Linked DNA regions of Zea mays: region 2 is linked to region 1. Evidence: chromatin contacts called from public Hi-C data. All regions are on one chromosome and are shown on one strand. Each heading gives the region's core, a stretch centred on a gene start, on an enhancer-like site or on the middle of the called end of the contact. The rest is flanking DNA. Distances are from core to core; before and after follow the strand shown. Region 1 holds the start of LOC103632707 (endoglucanase 22). Region 2 holds the start of LOC100193535 (Annexin D5).

Region 1 (2,690 bases), core at 127-2,626:
ACGGACGCGTAGTAGCTGCGCACCTCCTCGATGCTGCTGTCGTACGTGCCGCGGTACCGGTCTCCGAACTCGAACAGCTGCCGTAGGTAAGCACGTACGTGTACGTATCAATCCATCAGAGTGACATACAGGAGAGGGTAGGGGTGATGATGCAATGATGACCCACCCACCCACCAACCCACCTGCTGGGCGTGGTGCAGGAGGAGGTGGGAGTAATGCGGGTTGGAGCGGCGGAAGACGATGGAGGCCGCGGCGAGCGCGGCGGCGGTCTCGCCGGCCAGGTCGGAGCCCGGGCTGTCCTTGTCGATGCGGTACGCCTGCCGCGACGTCGTCATGTCCTCCGGCCGCTGCCAGCAGTAGTGGTCCGTGTCGCCGTCGCCCACCTGTCAGCCACGCGCGAGCGACTGTTAATGACCTGGCCCTGGCCGTCGTCATTCATTCATACATATAAGCATGGATGACGACGGATCCATCGATCGCGTCGCTTCCTAGCAGTAGCAGCTGGCTGGAGCCTGGCAGGCAGTCAGGCAGCAGTAAATTTCAGCTCGGCCCGATCCATCCACTCCATATCCATGTGTGGTGCAGTGGGGCGACGCACGCACGCACGCCTAGGCGCCTAGCTAGCGTACGTGGCAGCAGCAGGTAGAGAATAGAAGGAGGAAGAAACCCCAAGAAAGAAAAGACGCACGCTGTATGTACCTCTGCCCAGTAGACGAATGGCTCGGTGTGCGCCTTGACGAAGTAGTCGGTGCCCCACTTGATGGCCTCGAGCGCGTGGCCCCACTCGCCGGCGGCCGCGACGTCGTCGGCGAAGTCGATGGCGCCCCAGGAGAGCATGGTGACGGTGAAGGCCATGGGCAGGCCGAACTTGACGTGGTCCCCGGCGTCGTAGTAGCCGCCGACCAGGTCCACGCCCTGCTGCAGCCCGTCGGTGAGGCCCGAGTGGCCCCGCCACGGCACGCGCTGGTTGTGCGGCAGCCGCCCCGACCGCTGCGCCTCGAAGTAGAGCAGGCTCTTGGACAGCGCAGCGCCGTAGTCCACCGCCTCCTCGTCCCCTGCCTCTGCCTCCACGGCCGCGGCGGGGCACGCTGCCAGCAGCACGGCGGACGCCAGGAGGAGGAGGACCTCGAGCGCGCCGGCGCGGGTGCCGCTGCCTGGAACCGGCCGGCGTGCGCGGCCCCGGCTCATGGCCAGTGCGCGCGCACCGCGCCTCGTCGCTCACTGCCGCGCGTACGCACACAGAGTATTTGGTTTTGGGGGACCCGGTTTCCCTCGCAGTCTGGCTGTCTGTATGTCGATGCTTTGTTCGACGCGGTGCTTGGGTTGGGACGGGACGGGAGGGGCTCTCGGTGTTCGGGGTTTCCTCTCTGTCCTGTCCTCTTTTATTGTTGCGTTGCGTCTCTAGGACGGATGCCGGATGTGGGGGGGGGGGGGGGGGGGGGGGGGGGGGGGGGGGGGGCGTCTGCGCTCTGCGGGCGGTCAGCCACTGGCGATCTGCCTGCGGGGGGCTCTCTCGCGCTCTCCGCTTTCCAGGTGTGCGAGAAATGATCGGCGCACCCTCTCCTGCCCGCCCCGCGACATGTACGCGTGCTCCGGCAGGGGTGCGGACTTGGCGTGTCGCCCCGCCGGCTGGTTGGGTTCTCAGTTCGAACAGTGGCTGCGGCGGGTGGTTGGGCAGGCGAGCTGCCGATCGACGACGGGCTACGCTGGTGCCTTGCCTGATGAAGTGATGGGTGAGTGGGCGATCGATTGACAGTTTCGGCTTGTTGGTGGCGGCATTAATGCGAGTGGCAAGGGCGACGGAACGACCGAGCCGAGGCGGTGCAGCGCAGTGGGTTTGACCTGACCGGCTCAATGCTGGCTGTGAAATCCTTGGGAGGGACCAGACTTGAATGATTCTCGGGTGACGTCGGGTGGGGACTGCGGAGCGGGTACGGCCGGAGAGAATGGACTGCATGCGTCGATCGCTGTGTACTACGACGTTGCTCGGCGGGGCGGCGGGCCTGGACCGGCGCCGCGCAGCCGGATCCGATGAACTCCGTGACGTTACTGGGCCGTGACAGCAAGCGTGCCGTTTTGCCGCCGAGAGACATCCTACACTCAAGTGATCAATGTTGACTGCCACTGCGTTTCCGTTTCTGGAGTCGTTGCGTCAAAAAGGCATGCGACCGAATAAGGGCACGCGGACGCGCAGAAGCGGACGAAAAGAGTGGCTGGAACAGCGGCCACTATGGCGACATGACCAACCGCTTGTGCGTAGACGCTACCCTGTAGCTTTGCCGTGTCCTTATTTACCCTACCGGGGGCCGGGCGTCGGTGGGACGGGTGGCGAAGCGAGAACGAGCAACTCTTTCACCAAACGGAGCTAGCTCTTTCGCCAAACGGAAGCTACTACCGGTCGATCCATCTATACCAGAACCAGAGTACCAGACCACCAGGGACGTCCGTGCGTGTCCATGTCTCTCGGCGGGGCGCGCGGCAGTATGCATGAACCGCCGACGTTTTGAGCCCCGGCCGGCGCGTACGTGCACGCGGTGACTCGAGGAAATCAAGCGTTGGCGATCCATGCATCCGGTGCGCGTCCGATGGGAGTGGGACACATTAATAACTGGCATGCATGTCCCTCTCCATGCCTCCGCCACGCGCCGCGTCGGCGTCGCTTCCGTTTGCGGCCGCCGGCCGGTGCGTCT
Region 2 (2,690 bases), core at 105-2,604, 320 kb after region 1:
AAAATTTGTGACGATAGATTTATTGAATGCACACACTAGCCTCTTATAATGATTTTGCATAACCCTATGATGTGTTGCATTTGTTCTCGCTGCTCGTCTATGTAAGCTTTAAGAGATTGGATTTCATTTGTCTCACTTACCTTGGGGGCAGCTGTAGCAGGTCGGACGGTCTACAACCAAGGGCTAGACGGTCGGCGGCCTGGCGCAGAGGTGAGAGTTCCCTGCTGACGAGCCGGACGGTCCGCGCGTGCACAGGGGCGGCGGCGTTCGCCAACAGCACCTGGATCTCGCTCCTGGGTGGAATCCCGTCGTGGAGGAGAGATTCTAGGGTTTGTGTTGGGATCGGCAGGCTACCCAAGACGTCTCTATAGGACGTAGAGCCGAAAATAGGTGAAGATTAGAGAGAGGAAGCTACGTTACTGTCTACTCCTACGGCAAAAGGTAAAGAACGGAAGATATATTGATTGTAGTTCTATTGTTGGTCATCGCAATCGGCTGTACCCCTTCATATATATAGGAGGAGGTATGTACCTGTTCCTAAGCGTCTCCCAACAGCAACCGCGGGTTTAGAGGGATAAACATGCGCGAAAAGGGATTAGTTACGCCTGATATGATCTAATTGCGGACCGTTCAGTCCTCTGGGCCGAACCGTCCGGCTGTGCCCAGTGGCACAAATGGTGCTCAACACATGCATCCCTGCCTTTTGGAGAAACTGAGCGAACCAAAAGCACTGGTGCAGGCTGGAATCAACTCGATGTGACAACATCAGTTTTAACATCTTGCCACAAATTAAGATGATATTGCTTTAGGAAACAACCATTCAACACCTTGTGCAAGCCTTTACCTTGCGATGTTTGCAACATGTAGGCGTTACGAGTTATTACCTGTGCAATATTTTAAGGACCTTCCCAACTTGACCGTCCACGCTTAAGGCCGGACCGTCCGGTCCTCAGGTCGGATCTTTCGGTCGTGTATAGTACCACAAATGATGCTTAATATTTAAAAATAATATATGACTTATTTTGACAAACATTTCTAACTGGACTAACTCTATTTTACAAGTTCATGACCTGTTTTGAAAGAGCTATCCATTCTAACAAATTAATTTACAGCAGAGAAACTGAAATGATGGGAGAGGAAAGCGGCAGAGCATGGTATGCACAAAACGTTTGCCTCCAACTATAAACGCGGCAACCCGAGAGGCCGCGACTGCCGAGGCAGGGTCTGGGGCCGGTCAGTGTTGTGCCGCCCGTTGAAACCACCACGTAACGTCTCGGACGGCTAGACGCGGTCCACGCTAGCTCCTTGCTATCTCCGTCCTACTCCTCCTCATACTTTACCGCAAAGCGCGCACCACGAATTGCACCTACCCATTTCGCTAATCTCCCTCCACGAGCCGACCAAATCGAATCGAATCGCGCGCAGCGCGCCCGCGCAGCGATTGCCGGCGATGGCGAGCCTCACCCTGCCGCCGGCGCCCCCCAACCCACGGCAGGACGCCATCGACCTCCAAAAGGCCTTCAAAGGTCCGCTACGCCACTAATTTCCCCTCGGCTTCTCGCCCAAATTACGGCTGCCCCACAATTCGTCGGGGTCAGCCGCGCCGTTGTTGTTTGATTCTCGTTTTCGGTCAGATACTGTGGCTGAATGGACAGGAGATTATTCTATGGGGCCGGAAACCGTCGTTGCTATTTGGTTGCCTGGCGGTTACCTTGATTTTCTGCGCATGCGAGTTTGGGGGGTGCGTCGAGGAGCTAGACGATGCTACAACAATTCCCTATTCCAGGGGGGGGGCTAGCTGGACTGGGTTCAGATTGCAGATGGGAAGGTGGTCGAGGAGGGTTATTGTTATTAGAGGCTTATATAGGCCATTGGAAATTTCCTGTGGTTGCTAGGTCAGTAATTGGGTAGCGATTGATCTGGATACAGTGATGGAAATTACGGTGATTATGACATCTTTTGTTTTATCTGACTATAATTTGGGGTCAAGCATGTAGTGGAGTAATACAAGGGAAACTCACCTGCAATTCTGGACGGTGTAGGTGCTATAGATTCCACATGTGTACCTGATAACTAAATTAGTGTACAGTGAACCGAGGGAAATGCATGGGTAACTATAAGTTTCACATACGGTGACTGAGGAAAATGTATAATAACTGTAAGGTACACACATATATATTAGAATTTATTTTTAATGAAAGTATGGTGGTCTTTTGTATGCTCTAACATGTGTGATTAAAGAATTCTGTGGTTAGCTGATATGCAAGTTGATGCATTTGTTAATTATTTTATTGTTTGGTTTATTTCTATTTTGTTACGCATTTCCTTTCCATAAACATTCCAATTTGCTCACAATACCTTAAGAGTGCTGTGCACCAACTGCCATAAAAAGGCCAAAAGACAGGTCAACTGCTTCTAGCCTTCCAGGAACTTATTAATAATCCCTCTGCTTTTTTTATTTAGTGTTTCTGACTTTTCATGGCTTAGATATGCGACTTTGACCATTACTTGTAACTTTATATCACTAAAATGTTGTAATTCTATATGTGTTTCTTGGGATGGTCTGTAACTATTAATTCAATGTGTTTTTTTTCTTGTATTTTTATCACAAAACAATTTATGATCTGATATTTTTCATCAACAAAATTGAAAATTGTTGTTCAGAGTGAGTTTGGTTTGATATGCTTGAA

What was found. Hi-C and Micro-C count contacts between places; a contact is called where the count stands out from the background.
Region 2: a contact with region 1 is called in a Hi-C map of bundle sheath, with 3 times the contacts expected there. The contact joins the promoter of LOC100193535 here to the promoter of LOC103632707 in region 1. A contact is called at or near these places in 2 of 25 Hi-C or Micro-C datasets (bundle sheath and tassel).

The regions. Positions count from the first base shown.
Region 1 is chr7:111,338,817-111,341,506 of Zm-B73-REFERENCE-NAM-5.0, forward strand. LOC103632707 (endoglucanase 22) reads right to left here and starts at 1,377. Exons shown (of 4, transcript XM_008654451.4): 1 at 700-1,377; 2 at 183-383; 3 at 1-77. The coding sequence starts at 1,188.
Region 2 is chr7:111,654,428-111,657,117 of Zm-B73-REFERENCE-NAM-5.0, forward strand. It overlaps LOC100193535 (Annexin D5), which reads left to right and starts at 1,355. Exons shown (of 7, transcript NM_001138646.2): 1 at 1,355-1,526. The coding sequence starts at 1,451.